5 separate regions of the Mus musculus genome follow, and regions 1, 2, 3 and 5 are each linked to region 4. The links are chromatin contacts, called in public HiChIP or PLAC-seq and promoter capture Hi-C maps. All regions are on one chromosome and are shown on one strand. Each heading gives the region's core, a stretch centred on a gene start, on an enhancer-like site or on the middle of the called end of the contact. The rest is flanking DNA. Distances are from core to core; before and after follow the strand shown.

Region 1 (2,700 bases), core at 142-2,641, 350 kb after region 4:
AATGATGAATGTCTTTATTACACTACAGAAAGCCTTGGTACGTGGTTGATGGATCAGACAGGTTATGTGTCCGGCTTTTTTTTGTTTTGTTTTGTTTTTGGTTTTTGGTTTTTCTGGACAGGGTTTCTCTGTGTAGCCCTGGCTGTCCTGGAACTCTGTAGACCAGGCTGGTCTCGAACTCAGAAATCTGCCTGCCTCCGCCTCCCTAGTGCTGGGATTAAAGGCGTGCGCCACCCCCGCCCCATGTGTCCGTTCTGAGTCTGACATATGAGGTTCAGTGCATCCTGGGTGTAACCACGAGCTTCAGGATGATGACTAATGCTGGTTTTAAGCTTTCACAATTTATCTTTGTGATCTGCTGAATATTGTTTATGTGTCTTTTGTTTTTGAAGGTGGATTTTAACTAGGAATTATAAAGCCCTCAGCAAAGGTTCCAAGGGCAGTACCTCAGGCTTTTTGAACATTATGATGGAGCTAAAGAAATGTTGTAACCATTGCTACCTCATTAAACCACCAGATAATAATGAATTCTATAATAAACAGGAGGCCTTACAAGTAAGACTTTTTAACTATTTCTATTGCTAAAGCAGAATTCTAAGAATATGTATTTCAGTTTTAGGATAAAAATAGTAGAGTAATATAATATATTCATGTCAAGTTCTCTTTGGTTAATGTTTCATTTAAGTGATGGTGTTATTATTTGTATTTATGAAAGCTTTTAAAATTATAATTTATAAACATAGTCTTTCAAACCAGTGAGTTGTTTCTATTTATCAGACAAAATCTATTAGTGTCTTAGAGATTGTGATATGGCTAAATCTGACTGTAAATAGTAGCCTAAAGGAGGGCTTTCCTTCATAGATGTTACCCCTCTGTTACTGTTGAGAGGCAGTTCAGACGTGAAGACACACTTGGAATTCAGTCACAGTAGTTCATTGAGGAGTGAGCATCCCTGAATTAGAAAAGAATATGTTTGCTTGCTCTGTGTTTGTTTAGTTGCTTTTTTTTTTTTTTTTAATGTATGTTTGTTTTGGCTAAATCTTAGAGAAGTAGTGTAAGAGCTGGCAAGTAGAATGATACAGCAGAAATAATAGTCTTGTTATGCCTGGTTAGGGCAGGTTTGATGTACGTAATAGAGGAAGATGGGAAAAGCTCTAGACAGTTTTGAAAGCCAAAGTAACTTTTCTCTTCAGCATTCTGAAAAGCTTAAACTCTAAACTGGATAGAGTAGAAACAACTGCAGTATTCCGTGGGGCTCTGGACTGTTTCCTGCTTTACCACGTTGTAATAGGTGTACTCTGCTGTTTCCTTAGCACTTAATCCGTAGTAGCGGAAAACTCATCCTTCTCGACAAGCTGTTGATTCGCCTAAGAGAAAGAGGCAACCGAGTGCTCATTTTCTCTCAGATGGTGCGGATGTTAGACATACTCGCAGAGTATTTGAAGTACCGCCAGTTCCCCTTTCAAGTAAGCATTTCTTGGTTTCTATTTTTCATTGTATTCTTGGGCTTATTTTATTGAGTCACTTTTTAGATTATTTTGCATATAAATTATATTTCTCTTAAACATACTGAGAGAATCATTTGTTACTTTTCTAAGTTTCATTTTTTTTCTCTAAATTTTATTTTAATTTTGTTTTTATGTTGTATATTGTTAAAAGCTGGACTAAAGTGGTATTTCTGTGCTAAGATGGGTCTGAAGGGCAAGCTTTGGGAAGTAAGATGACGTCTGAAAAGAGAAGCTGTCCTTGGACACATGCAGGCTGGTCGGGCTGTAATGCTCTGTGTGCTGTGGGAAGCCTTTTGTGTGGTTTGCCAAAAAAAAGTTGAGCAGGGCTCAGATAAGAACAGGCTGACATCCTGTCTACTTTCAATTCACAGTGAAGTTTGTTCAGTGGGATTAAAACCTACACCGATGAGTGTTTTAGTGTTAGGGTCAGGTCCTATTCTCAGTACATTATACCTCGTAGTGATTTCTTTGTCATTAATTTTGTGTTTATGCGTGTGAGGGTGTGTGCATGTGTGTTTGTGCTTTGGTGCTCTTGTGGGGGTCAGAGAACAGTTTTGTAGAGTCAGGCCTTCCACATTCATTCGGGCTCCAGGGCTTGGACTCAGGTTCCTAGGCTGGCTTTTTACTGTGTCGTCTTACTGGCCTCTTGGAATAGTACCGGGAGTACAGCTAACTCTCTGTGCACACGACTGGTACACGATGGATGTTTACTGTAGGCAGAGGAGTTAGACTGAGAGTTAGTGTACAGGGTCGCTCTGTTGAAGCTTGCTCACACTATGCTACATGTAGTTTGAAAGTAGGAGTACTATACCTTTATGTGTTGGTGATATTAGCACAATAAAAACACAGTAATAGTAATATACTGGGAACAGAATGCAGCGCTACTGTAGTTAAGAACCGTTAGCACACCCTCAGGTGGAGAGCTATACTTAAGTCATGTCACAGTAAATGATGCAGAGGTTTTATTAATTGCAATTTGTATTTTAATGGAAAAGAAACACAAATTAGATTTGGAAGAAAGCTTAGAGCACTGTTCTTAAACCACTGAAAATTATTTCCTTAAAATTTTTTCTTGGGACTGGACAGATAGAAAATGGAAGCAAATACTTCCTTTGTGTGGCTCACAGCAAGCTGACTCTCCACCTTCATGGGATCTTATACCCTCTTCTGGCTTCTGAGGGAATTTACATGC
Region 2 (2,700 bases), core at 96-2,595, 450 kb before region 4:
AGGCTCAGAGGGACAATGGGAGGTAATCTCGGTCTTGAATGTGGAACCTCCTTGATGCGATTGGTGTTCTTGTAAAATGAGACAAAGAACTTCTTGCCTTTCCACCCATTTATAAACCAGGAAAAGTCTCCAGACATGAAATCTAGTCTTAAGAACTGTGTGCATGCTTTCTCCTCCAGCCAAGCAAGATGCCTAAAGGAAAGACAGCCAAGGGAAGAAGGTGACCCTGAGCATCGCCGGTGTCAAGGACCAGGAGGCCAAAAAAGTGGTCAATCCTTAGTTTGAGAAAAGGCCCACGAATTTCGCCATTTGGGAAGGACATCCAGCCCAAAAGAGATCTTACACGCTTCATCAAATGGCCCCGCTACATCATGCTGCAGCGGCAAAGAGCCATCCTCTACAAGCGGCTCAAAGTCCCTCCTGCCATTAACCAGTTCACCCAGGCCCTGGACAGGCAAACAGCTTGCCCACAAGTACAGGCCAGAGACAACGCAAAAGAAGCAAAGGCTACTGGCCCCTGCTGAGAAGAAAGCTGCTGGCAAAGGCGACGTCCCAACTAAGAGACCACCTGTCCATTGAGCAGGAGTCAATATAGTCACCACCTTGGTGGAGAACAAGAAGGCTCAGCTGGTGGTGATTGCCCATGATGTAGACCCCATTGAGCTGGTGGTTTTCCTGCTTGTCCTGCCCAGGTTGGGGCGCCTGGTCCACAGGAAGAAATGCACCACTGTTGCCTTCACATAGGTTAACCCGGAAGACAAGGGTGCTCTGGCTAAGCTGGTGGAAGCTATTAGGATCAATTGTAATCACAGATATAACGAGATCCGTCGCCACTGAGGAGGCAACGTGCTGGGCCCTAAGTCTGTGGCTCGCGTTGCCAAGCTGGAAAAAGCAAAGGCTAAAGAACTCGCCACTAAACTTGATTAAATGTACACTAAGTTTTCTAATTACTAAATTACTTCCCAAAAAAATGTGGGGGGTGGGGTGATGGCAATTGTGGGCTTGGGGGGGGGGGAGGAATCATTTCTTACTAGTAGTTCTCATGTTGAAATTTATATTTCCCTTCTGTCATGGTTTAAGACAAATCCAAAAGTGTCCCTCCCGGTGCTGCCCGCACTCAGGGGCTTGTGCTGCAGGGCTTAGGGAGGCCACTCACGCGCGGCTCTGGGGGCGCGGGAGGAGAAGGCTGGACCGGGCGCGGCTCGGCCCTCCGCCATCCGGGAGCAGGCTTCCCAGTCATCCCCTCAAGGGAGCTTGTCGCAAGCTGCAATCCCTGGCAGCCTCACCGACCGTCCAGCCCACTTTCCCCGGAACTCACCGACCACGCCAGCCGCGTCGCTATGGTTACGGGGGAAAGCTGCTCTATTCTCGCGAGAGCCTGGCGTTACCTCACTTCCGGTCCCTTAGGCCGGAGTTGGTTCCCAAAAGCCCTCGCTTCCGGAGTACCACACTTCCGGGCGCGGCCTCTTTTCCGCCAGCTGGGGCGAGTTCCAGGCTGAGCCCGGGTGCTGCGGGTGCTGCGTGGCCTGCGGGGCGTGGCGGTGAGTTCGGGGTTGGCGACCTCGCTATTCTCCAGACACCTGCGCCCCCAGGGGCCTGTCCTAAGGTCCCTCTTACCGCTTCCCTCTTCCCACCCGCCTCCTCTGCTCCTCCCTCTCTGCTGTTCCCTACTCTTTATCCCTTCTCTCCTTCCCCTTCCCCACCGTCGGTTCCCGGGACCCAGGTGCACGAATCTTGGTCTGCGTGGACGAGCACCTCGGGTCACGCCTGTCACCCGTACCTTCCCAGCACAGCGACTGCAGATGAGGGAGTCCCCGAGTTGAGTGCCCCAGCGATGGCTACTCCCTGGAGGCGCGCCCTGTTGATGATCCTGGCGTCCCAGGTGGTGACCCTGGTAAAATGTTTGGAAGACGACGACGTCCCGGAGGAGTGGCTCCTTCTGCACGTGGTCCAGGGCCAAATAGGAGCCGGGAATTACAGCTACTTGCGGTTGAACCATGAGGGTAAAATTATTCTCAGGATGCAGAGCCTGAGAGGGGATGCGGACCTGTACGTGTCGGACAGCACTCCGCACCCGAGCTTCGACGACTATGAGCTGCAGTCTGTCACTTGCGGCCAGGATGTGGTCTCTATACCGGCACACTTCCAGCGACCGGTCGGGATAGGAATTTATGGACACCCCTCTCACCATGAGAGCGACTTTGAGATGAGGGTATACTATGACAGAACTGTGGATCAGTACCCATTCGGAGAGGCTGCCTATTTCACTGACCCAACAGGAGCCAGTCAGCAGCAGGCTTACGCTCCAGAAGAGGCAGCCCAAGAGGAGGAATCAGTTCTCTGGACGATATTGATTAGCATTTTGAAACTGGTGCTTGAAATTCTCTTCTGATCCCTTGAATATGCTGGAGCACAAACCCTTATTTTCACAGAGCGATTACAGTTTGCTGCGAACCTAGCTACTTGACCTGGTGAAACTCTGGTTACTTTTTTCTAGACTAGGATGGAAAAATAAAGCCATACAGTTTTGTTACCTCAGTTTACTCCCCAAGCAGGAAAAGCAGCAAGCACAATATTTTAGAGATTAAAATTCCTATAAAAAGGAGTCTGCTCAATAAAATGTTTAAATGCATTTTGGTTAGTCAGGTGAGTAAGAAGATTACAGTAACAGGCTGTATAAATCAGATTAAACTTTACTGC
Region 3 (2,776 bases), core at 17-2,516, 290 kb before region 4:
GGACAGTTCAGCTTGGCTTGCTTAGCCATCACTTCTACCATGTGCTTCTGAGCTCCCCTGTACCCTGGGTGGCAGGGGACAACTCTGCACTTCCTTCAGTTGTCCTGTGGAGTTCACTCTGGAAACACACACAAGAATTCCACAGCAAGCCGGGCGTGGTGGCGCACGCCTTTAATCCCAGCACTTGGGAGGCAGAGGCAGGCGGATTTCTGAGTTCGAGGCCAGCCTGGTCTACAAAGTGAGTTCCAGGACAGCCAGAGCTACACAGAGAAACCCTGTCTCGGAAAAAAAAAAAAAAAAAAAAAAAAAAAAAAAGAATTCCACAGCAGACAGTAGGGGGTGGCTACCAATGGGCCATGCACCCCATTTAATCGTGCTGAATTCATAAGATGGCAGCCGTGCAACTTTCCTGTCCTGATGAAATATGCTCTTCCTTTCCTCTGTACCTAGCTGATGCTGCAGCTGTCCACCTGTGTGTGCTGTGCTGCACTGTGCCCACCTGCCCATGGGCATCCAGTGATGCTGATATAGATGACAATCAGCTTGCTGGGGTGGTTGGGACTGGGGAATGTCGTCTGAGCTCCGTTGCAGGGAACTGACCATTTCAAGCACCTTTTCCTTGCGCCTGCGTCTGAGGCACTGAGTTTAGGGTCAGTCTTCCCACAGGAGTGTCTCATCAGCAGGGTGTCCTTATCTAAATGCAAAAGCGGATTCTGAGAGTTAGTGTGTATGGAGCCAGGTCATGCAGGCTCGTGCATAGGAAGGATGTGGGAGCTGGGCATACACTGGCCACTCCACATTTACAAAGGAAGCACTGCCAAAATGGAGCCCCACATCAAGTTCCTCACAGCCATAGGCTCAGGGTATGGATCCATGTGCTTTTCTTGGTGCAGGACTGTGGAGGAGAAGACAGACCATGAGGCCATGCTGGCCCTTCAGAGGGTACATGAGCAGGAGCCAGGGTATTTATTGCCTTTCACCCTCCCGTTTCTCCCAGCTCCTCTCTGCCCAGACAGGACAGCAGTGTGTCTCCAGGCAAAGTGACCAAGCCGTCTCAGACAGGCAGCTGGTGACAGAGCAGAGCACGTGTCTCCTCTGTGGTTTTAATCTTCATACTTCACAGGACCGCAGTCTGATTGATGGAATTTTTTTAAAGCCTTGCTTTCTGGAGGCTGGGAGCCTCCTCCTCACCCGCACAGAACATATGTGCACATATTCCCCGGGGTGGCGTTTGAATGTGTGCATCGTGTGGCTGCGTTTGTTTAGTGTGTGCCTCTCCCCATCTGAGGGGACCTTTCCCATGACCCTCGGCTTCCTCGGTGGGCTGTTCACTGCTGTCTGGGGTGGGGGCCCTTCTGGGAGCAGCCAGCCTCCTCCCACAGCCGTGCTCCAGGCTGATGGATCATCTGATGCCGCATTCTTCTTCCCCATAGCTGCCGGAGAAGGGGGGCAAGGAAGAGGAAAAGAAATAAAAGATCCCAAACAGCTCCCATCTGTTGCGGGAAGATCATAATGCTTGCATTTACCCAGCTTTTCGACTGAGGGGCTTCGAGAGTCTTATTATTTTATGAGCCCCCAGAGTACACAAAGTGCAGGCTGAATCTAGCAAGCCAGCTTGGGTCGGCAGTGGAGAGGGTTGCTGGCCAGTCACAGGCTCAGGATTCGCATTCTTCTCTTTTCCTGCCATTCTGATCTGTGCCTATCTTCTACCATCCTGCGTGTCAGCCTGGTCTTGGCCCCTGGACAAGGTTTCTCCTTGTCCTCTGCCAGTCTCTCTCTCCTCTAGGCACTTGACCATCTTTACAGGTCATGCTTTGTTTACATCTCCCTTAGTCTGAAACTCCCTTTGGCCTCCTGGGTATTCAAGGCCTATGATGGGTTATTCTGCGAAGTCTCAAACGCCAGTTCTGACACTTGAGTCTAGCCACTGGCCCACCTGAGTCTCTGGGTCCTCATCCCTGTGGGCAAAAGCAATGGCTATCCGTGTTTATGCCAGCAAATACTCAGGAAATACAGCCTCACCATTGCCCCTGTCTGTGGAGGTTCAGGTGGGAAGCTATTAGTAAGTCCCCTGTCACACACTGCCCAAAGAAGCCAGGTGAGGCCATACGAACAGGTCAGGGTAGCGACTGTGTCAGCAAAGTCCTCCTGTCATGTAGGAAAGCACTGGTAGCAAGCAGTTCAGTGTCCCTGGGCAGGGAAAGCAGCAAATCTGAGACCTGAGCTGAAGAAGGGAGCATGCTCCTCCTGTTTTGGGATCCTCCCTTTCCCTCTGACTTTAGAGGTCTCCACCGAGGGATCTACAGGATGGAGAAACTCAGGCCTGAAGTCACAGCCTCAGGAGAGTCTTCTAGAATTCTAAAATGCCACGAAAGGATGGTGGTGGGACCATCTACAGCAGAGGTTCTCAACCTGTGGGTCACGACCCCTGAATAGCACATATTTACATTACGGTTCATAACAGTAGCAAAATTACAGTTATAAAGGAGCAACAAAATAATTTTATGGTTGAGGACTCACCACAACATGAGGAACTGTATTAAAAGGCCACAGTGTCCGGAAGATTGAGGACTGCTGATCTACAGAGACCTAAAGTTGGACTTTGTTACAGACACTTCTGTCACCCCAACTTTGCAGCGGGTGGAACAGACAAGCTGAGTGGGACATACCAATTGCTTGCCCATGTGCAAATCCTTGGCACACGTGGGTTCTCATGACACAGGAAGGCAGAGGGATATACTCTATAGCACCCTCTCCTCCCAGAGCACCTGTCTGT
Region 4 (2,700 bases), core at 102-2,601:
AATCAAGTAGCTGCCCCTGAAGGTTCCTCAGCCTGTTGTCAGGGCAACTGTAATGATTACTGCTCTATTCTAGCTACCAATGTCCAGAGAAGACTTCACGGCAACTGTAGATGCCACAGAGACTTTGTTTCAGTCAGGGGAACCATTACAATCAACCACCACCCAGCAGTTTCATGGCCTTGGGAAACTGACCATGACACCTTGAGATGGCTCTTAGATCACCCTACTCAGTGACCCCAGCCCAATGGCAGTATACAGGAGAAAGTTTTTTGTTGTGGTTGTTTGCTTTGCTTTGTTTTTCTGCAAGTTGCCCCTGTGCTGCCAATAAAATTTACTCCAAGTGGTACTGATGCCTCCTTGTAGTCTTGATCCCGGGTAGGGTAGCTTGCGTCGGTTGCATAAAGAACAGGTACAGCACCCAACAGAAACCAATAGAGGGCTGTTGTAGAGGCCATGGAGTGCTAAGACTGTGAAGGACTACGGGAGTGTTGGGAAAGTATAGCATAGAGGAGAACAGAAACTGCAAAAGATAAAACACTACTGAATGCAAGCGCCAGCTGCTCTAAAGAGTCCCAGAAAGTCACCGAGTTGCTACCTCTGGCAGCTGAGGACGCATCCTGGAGCTGTAAAGCTAAAGGCAGAGAACCCCTCTACCATAAGGCTAGCACAAGCTGTGACTCAACAGCTAAAACTGTAATCTTGAGATCCAAATGTTTCCAGCACCCCAAGTTGGGGGCTACCGACACAAAGGATGCTTTAGCTTATTGGAGATTTCCATCCAAAATACTAGACAGCCTGAATGTAGCCCACAAGGATGGCCACTTCACCCAATAAAATGACCAGCATTATTGCCTATGACAACTCTGTAAGTGGACTCTCGGCCCTTGATGCTCCTTGTCCAAGCTGTGCCGCCTTTCAGTACTGGTACTCCTAAGGGGATTCAAGACCAAACCAGGATCCTCGCAGCTTCCCATACTCTGCGTGGTTGCAAGCTGTGGTCTGTGGCATTTAAAAGGGTTTCCAGTGACTATCCGCTGCAGCCTGTGTGCGTGCATTACCGGAGCAAGGCACCCAGTGCTAGTGCAGGCTGCCACTCAGCCTGAAGACTTAGCCTATGGGACAAACACACTTTTCCCAGTCCGGCTATCCAGCGGCGTGCAGGCGTCCTAGGCTATTCCCCGGTTGCTAGGCAACGGGTTAAAGCTTCCTTCTTCCTGGGTGCCACCCACTTCGCCTCCCGCTCTAGCGCTTGCGTACTACATCCCTTTCGTCTCTTCGTCCTTTACTTCCAGTTATATAAGCACAAGCTTCACTTTGTCTAACCAGACACTTCTCCGGGCGGAAGTTCAATAACGGAAGCGGAAGTGAGCACGCCGTAGACTGTGGGTCTGAAATCTGGTTGACGCAGTCTGCGGCCACTGCTGAGCTTTGGGTAGGCCAGGCTGGGGAATCGGCCCTGGATCTCTGCTGTCGCATCTCCCTACCCCAGACTCCTTCCAGCATCAAGTCCACTATCCTCGCCGTGGCCACGCCCCTCCGCATCCTGGCTTCTCTGCGTCCTGGCTGTTCCTCCCTGGGTGGAGGGGAGAGGCAGCCATCCACTTGCAGGTGGAGCGGGGTGGAGACTCTTCCTGAGCCCAGCTGCAGGACACTGAGGACCAGCGAGGTAGACTCTCAGACTCTGGTAGCGGCTGGGGAGGGAAGAACTGGTAACTGGAAACCAGGTTGGGAGGTTGTAGGACCTTAAGTGATGGAGAGGCGAAGGGGCTGGGCCTCAGCTGTGTTGAGTTCCTCTGGGGAGGGGACCATCCGTTTGATTTCGGCCTACATATGCTCTCAGATCTTTCCACCTTAGGGACTTGCTGTTACCCACGTCCAATGTCTCTCATCATTTTCCCTATCTCCCATCCATTAGAGGATAGCTCCTGACCTCGACTGACATTAGGTTAGTGTACGAACGCCTGGCTACTTTTTTCTTTACCTGTTTTTGAAAGGCACCAGCAACTGATGCGTTATTTCTCTTGCCCCCACCTTGACTATAGCACCTCCCAGTTTAAAAAAAATATCTGTTCAGCCAGTCTTCCAGACGTTTATATCTGTGAACACCTTTGGCCCCCCCCAAAAAACTTACGTGGAGAGCATTTGAAATCATTTATTTTCCACACTCAAAGACTCTACTCTTATCTCTGAACTGGAGTCTGGATATATTTATGGAACTGATAATGAAAAGTTCACGAATCCAAGCTTTGGCTTCGGAGTCCTTGATTTCAGTGTACTGTGAATACAACACCCCTCTGTTCATAATTATAGAGCCTTTACAACTTGCTATTTATCTTATGTTGCTGCTTTGCAAGTGTTCTTGTCCCAGTTTTCCCCTCCCCATTTCCACCATCTTCAAGGTGTGCTTGGTATTTGAAAGAAAGGCCTGGTCATTGGGTAGAGCATTGTAACTTCTGTGTTGCAGATACTAAACTAATTTCATTTACTTTCTGAGTTGACTCCACCTTGGTAAGAAGGATGCATTCCACATAATGCTATCAATTGTTGCTACAGAACTTAATACCAAGTATAAATAGTTTTAATTTTATTGTTAGGCATTATTTCTCTCCATCGCTCTCTCTGGCTATAATGGGAGTCTATAAACTGTGAATTGGTTCTTGATCTCACTTAATACATCCATCTGCCCCTGGTTTTATTCAT
Region 5 (2,700 bases), core at 142-2,641, 270 kb before region 4:
CTAAACACAATAGCCTCCATAATCATCATTGTCACATATCTATGAAATCCCCATCATGCACCAATCTACAACCGTTCTTGGAAAATTCAAGCTCTCACTTTTACCAGGTGTCCTTGAGACAGGTCTTGTTTGTGTTTTCTTTCTTTCTTTCTTTCTTTCTTTCTTTCTTTCTTTCTTTCTTTCTTTCTTCCTTCCTTCCTTCCTTCCTTCCTTCCTTCCTTCCTTCCTTTTGTTCTTTCTTGTTTTTTAAACTGAATTTAATTGAACTTTTTTTTTTTTTTACTTATTCACTTTACATTCCACTCACTGTCACCCCCTCCCACAATCCTTCCCCTACCCTCTCCCCTCCTCATCTGAGCAGTTGAGGTTCCGTGGGTGTTCCCCCACCCTGGCACTTCCAGTTTCTATGAGGCTAAGCACTTCCTCTCCCAATGAGGACAGACAAGGCATCCCAGCTAGAAGAACATATCCCACAAACAGGCAATAGCTTTTGGGATAGCCCCGCTCCAGTTGTTCAAGACCCACATGAAGACCTAGCTGCACATCTGCTACATATTTGTGGGGAGGCCTAGGTCCAGCCCATGTATGTTCTTTGGTCAGTGGTTCGGACACGGAGAGCCCTGAGAGTCCAGGTTAGTTGAGTCTATTGGTCTTCCTGTGGAGTTCCTGTCCCCTTTCCTGTTCATTCTTCAACCAGAGATTCAGCTGCATGTCCATCTTGGTGCTCAGTCAACACACATGGGCCTTCTGACATCTAAAGTGTAGAGAGAGGACCATCCTCTGTCCTGTCTACAGGTGCCAACTGCAGGGGCTTCTGAGCTTCCAGCATGTCCCATACTGGAATGGGATGTTACCACTTTACGTTTCAAATAGGATGATCAGAGCACAGAAGATCTGCAGGTAGTAGAGAAATGATTGAGTGGTGGTGCCTGAAGCTGAGGGATCTAAGAGGCGTTCTGTTTCCCCAAGCCACTGCCCCCTGCACTTGCACAAGTTCTCGAAACTTCCTCTAAGCCCCTCTCCCTGGGAGCTGGGGAGAAACGCTTTGTCTGCGAGTTGCTCTGAGCTTCTCAGAAAAGAGAACCTCAAAACGTTAGGACAATGCCATGATTGTCAAGTCCAGCTTGTTCCAGGCCCCAACGCATGGGGCCCTCACCTGCTGAAACCATTTCTGTGTTTCCTGTCCTCGACCCTACTCTGCCCCAGGGCCTGCTGTGGTTTTCCAGGCCCTGATAAAAAGAGCTCACAATGGGGGGAAGTGTCACTGACCTGATTTCTTTCCTAGTTATCACTAAAATAATAACTCCCTGGAAGCTGCTACCGAAGCAGGGCTGGGACTCTGACTCTTCTGGAAACACTTGCATCTGGCCTCCAGCCCTGGCCCAGCTCAGAGGATCTGGAACCCTCTGAGGAAAACTTGTGATGAAACTGCTTCTCTGTGAGCCCAAGGCCTGTACTGGGGTGCCTTCCATGGCCCAGAGGCCTAGCACTGTGGGCAGAAGACTCAGCTCCAAATTGGGGGTGGAGTGGATTCTAGGAAGATCTTACCTTTTGTTCTCCTATCTGGCCATCCTCCTAAGGCCCTGGAGGATATGCAAACAGCCTGGGGAAGTTGGTGACACTGTAGATATCAGGGCCTGATCATTCCCAGAGCCAATCAGCGTGAGTCAGTTTACTTGCCTGCCTGTCGGAGTGCTTTCTCAAGCCTGGGTCCGCTCTCTAGAGGTTTGGTGTCTGCTCCAAGAGCCATCTACCTTGGTGTTTGCTTCTCTCTCAGCCCAGGGTCACAGGTGATCTGAGTTCCACTCCCCCTGCAGTCCCCACACACATCAGGTGGATGTACAGCTGTGCTGGTCTGTGACCATACGTGTATGTTAGAGGTGACAAGGATGAGAGGGAGGAGCCTGGGAAAAAACAGAAGATGCAAATGAGAGTGGAAAGCGGCTGAAACTGGCCCTATGCATCTGGACTGCCCTCTTCCAGGGCAGATGACAAATGACAGAGCCTCAGGAAGCCTGCACATGTTATAGAGGGAAGACTTAGGCGAGGTAGGCAGGATGTCTTTGATTAAGGCTGGGACTCCACTATCAGCCGCAAGGAAGGAATACCAGCCCTTTACTTCACACTTGGGTTGAGCTAAGTGTAGCTTCAACATAACGGGGAAATGCCAAGATCATAAGCAAGATTGGGTCTGCTGGCTCTCCCTCTAGGAGTCAAAGCTGTTAATTACCAGGTATCAGAACAGCTGGTTGGCTTTCCCTGGTTTGTAGGGCTCTCCCTGCCACGATGACTTGGTAGTACTTCTGATCAAACAACTCATAGTTGAAGATTACAGTGCTGTGGAGACCTCTGTCCACTTCCACTATGGCCACACCAACCAGGACACATGAAGCTCACACACTTACAATAGTGGCTTACCGGCAGGCTCCATCCTAAGTATGTGAGTTTCAGCTCCAAGGCAGCTTTTCCGGGCCCTTCTTCCATAGTTCACACTTGACTTTGCCGTTACATGTTTCTCTTTGCTCCGTCATGGCTGCAGAATGTTTCTCCACAGAGGTATCAGGAAAACACTTGGATTCCTGGGGTTCCAGGGTGAAGTGTTTGGAGAGAGCCCATTGGTCTGGCATTTGGGGAGGTTGTGGTAATGAGAAGATCTCCTCATTCTTCAAACACACCTTAAAAAAAAAAAGAAAAAAAAAG

The links. Promoter capture Hi-C pulls out the DNA fragments that hold promoters and counts their contacts. HiChIP or PLAC-seq counts read pairs in DNA pulled down with a chosen protein or histone mark. Capture Hi-C pulls out chosen DNA fragments and counts their contacts.
Region 1: a contact with region 4 is called in a promoter capture Hi-C map of the HPC-7 cell line, with 2.1 times the contacts expected there. The contact joins the enhancer-like site here to the promoter of Fam120b in region 4. A contact is called at or near these places in 6 of 39 promoter capture datasets (the C10 cell line, the HPC-7 cell line, neutrophils and 1 more), 1 of 115 datasets of contacts at active chromatin or transcription factors (memory CD8 T cells) and 1 of 9 other capture datasets (adipose tissue).
Region 2: a contact with region 4 is called in a promoter capture Hi-C map of liver. The contact joins the promoter of Wdr27 here to the promoter of Fam120b in region 4. A contact is called at or near these places in 11 of 39 promoter capture datasets (the C10 cell line, the HPC-7 cell line, cranial neural crest and 7 more), 5 of 484 Hi-C or Micro-C datasets (B cells, CD4 T cells, CD8 T cells and 2 more), 5 of 115 datasets of contacts at active chromatin or transcription factors (bone marrow-derived macrophages, effector CD8 T cells, memory CD8 T cells and 2 more) and 3 of 9 other capture datasets (adipose tissue, liver and macrophages).
Region 3: an H3K4me3 HiChIP or PLAC-seq map of bone marrow-derived macrophages shows a contact between it and region 4, with 4 times the contacts expected there. The contact joins the enhancer-like site here to the promoter of Fam120b in region 4. A contact is called at or near these places in 12 of 39 promoter capture datasets (the C10 cell line, the HPC-7 cell line, cranial neural crest and 8 more), 1 of 15 datasets of contacts at CTCF or cohesin (the NIH/3T3 cell line), 1 of 484 Hi-C or Micro-C datasets (bone marrow-derived macrophages), 20 of 115 datasets of contacts at active chromatin or transcription factors (the 230-238 cell line, the HPC-7 cell line, the SCID.adh cell line and 14 more) and 4 of 9 other capture datasets (adipose tissue, liver, macrophages and 1 more).
Region 5: a promoter capture Hi-C map of liver shows a contact between it and region 4, with 2.6 times the contacts expected there. The contact joins the enhancer-like site here to the promoter of Fam120b in region 4. A contact is called at or near these places in 12 of 39 promoter capture datasets (the HPC-7 cell line, cranial neural crest, embryonic stem cells and 7 more), 1 of 15 datasets of contacts at CTCF or cohesin (the NIH/3T3 cell line), 1 of 484 Hi-C or Micro-C datasets (erythroblasts), 13 of 115 datasets of contacts at active chromatin or transcription factors (bone marrow-derived macrophages, craniofacial prominence, embryonic basal ganglia and 7 more) and 3 of 9 other capture datasets (adipose tissue, liver and macrophages).

The regions. Positions count from the first base shown.
Region 1 is chr17:15,741,765-15,744,464 of GRCm38.p6, forward strand. It overlaps Chd1 (chromodomain helicase DNA binding protein 1), which reads left to right. Exons shown (of 36, transcript NM_007690.3): 16 at 393-555; 17 at 1,314-1,466. Among named protein-coding and RNA genes, the nearest start is that of 5830433I10Rik, 38 kb to the left of the region's middle. Within about 2 kb of position 1,392, at least 62 of the 459 cell types and tissues checked have an H3K27ac peak or open chromatin away from gene starts, as enhancers often do. A contact at or near this core is called in the HPC-7 cell line and memory CD8 T cells, where this site is marked.
Region 2 is chr17:14,941,779-14,944,478 of GRCm38.p6, forward strand. Wdr27 (WD repeat domain 27) reads right to left here and starts at 1,346. Exons shown (of 25, transcript NM_175173.3): 1 at 1,319-1,346. It overlaps 1600012H06Rik (RIKEN cDNA 1600012H06 gene), which reads left to right and starts at 1,406. Exons shown (of 2, transcript NM_026451.2): 1 at 1,406-1,541; 2 at 1,789-2,700. The coding sequence starts at 1,835. The coding sequence ends at 2,392.
Region 3 is chr17:15,107,670-15,110,445 of GRCm38.p6, forward strand. No RefSeq gene overlaps it. Among named protein-coding and RNA genes, the nearest start is that of Gm35203, 23 kb to the left of the region's middle. Within about 2 kb of position 1,267, at least 102 of the 459 cell types and tissues checked have an H3K27ac peak or open chromatin away from gene starts, as enhancers often do. A contact at or near this core is called in bone marrow-derived macrophages, craniofacial prominence, hematopoietic stem and progenitor cells and 4 more, where this site is marked.
Region 4 is chr17:15,394,895-15,397,594 of GRCm38.p6, forward strand. Fam120b (family with sequence similarity 120, member B) reads left to right here and starts at 1,352. Exons shown (of 11, transcript NM_024203.3): 1 at 1,352-1,666.
Region 5 is chr17:15,128,815-15,131,514 of GRCm38.p6, forward strand. No RefSeq gene overlaps it. Among named protein-coding and RNA genes, the nearest start is that of Gm35455, 22 kb to the right of the region's middle. Within about 2 kb of position 1,392, at least 23 of the 459 cell types and tissues checked have an H3K27ac peak or open chromatin away from gene starts, as enhancers often do. A contact at or near this core is called in adipose tissue and liver, where this site is marked.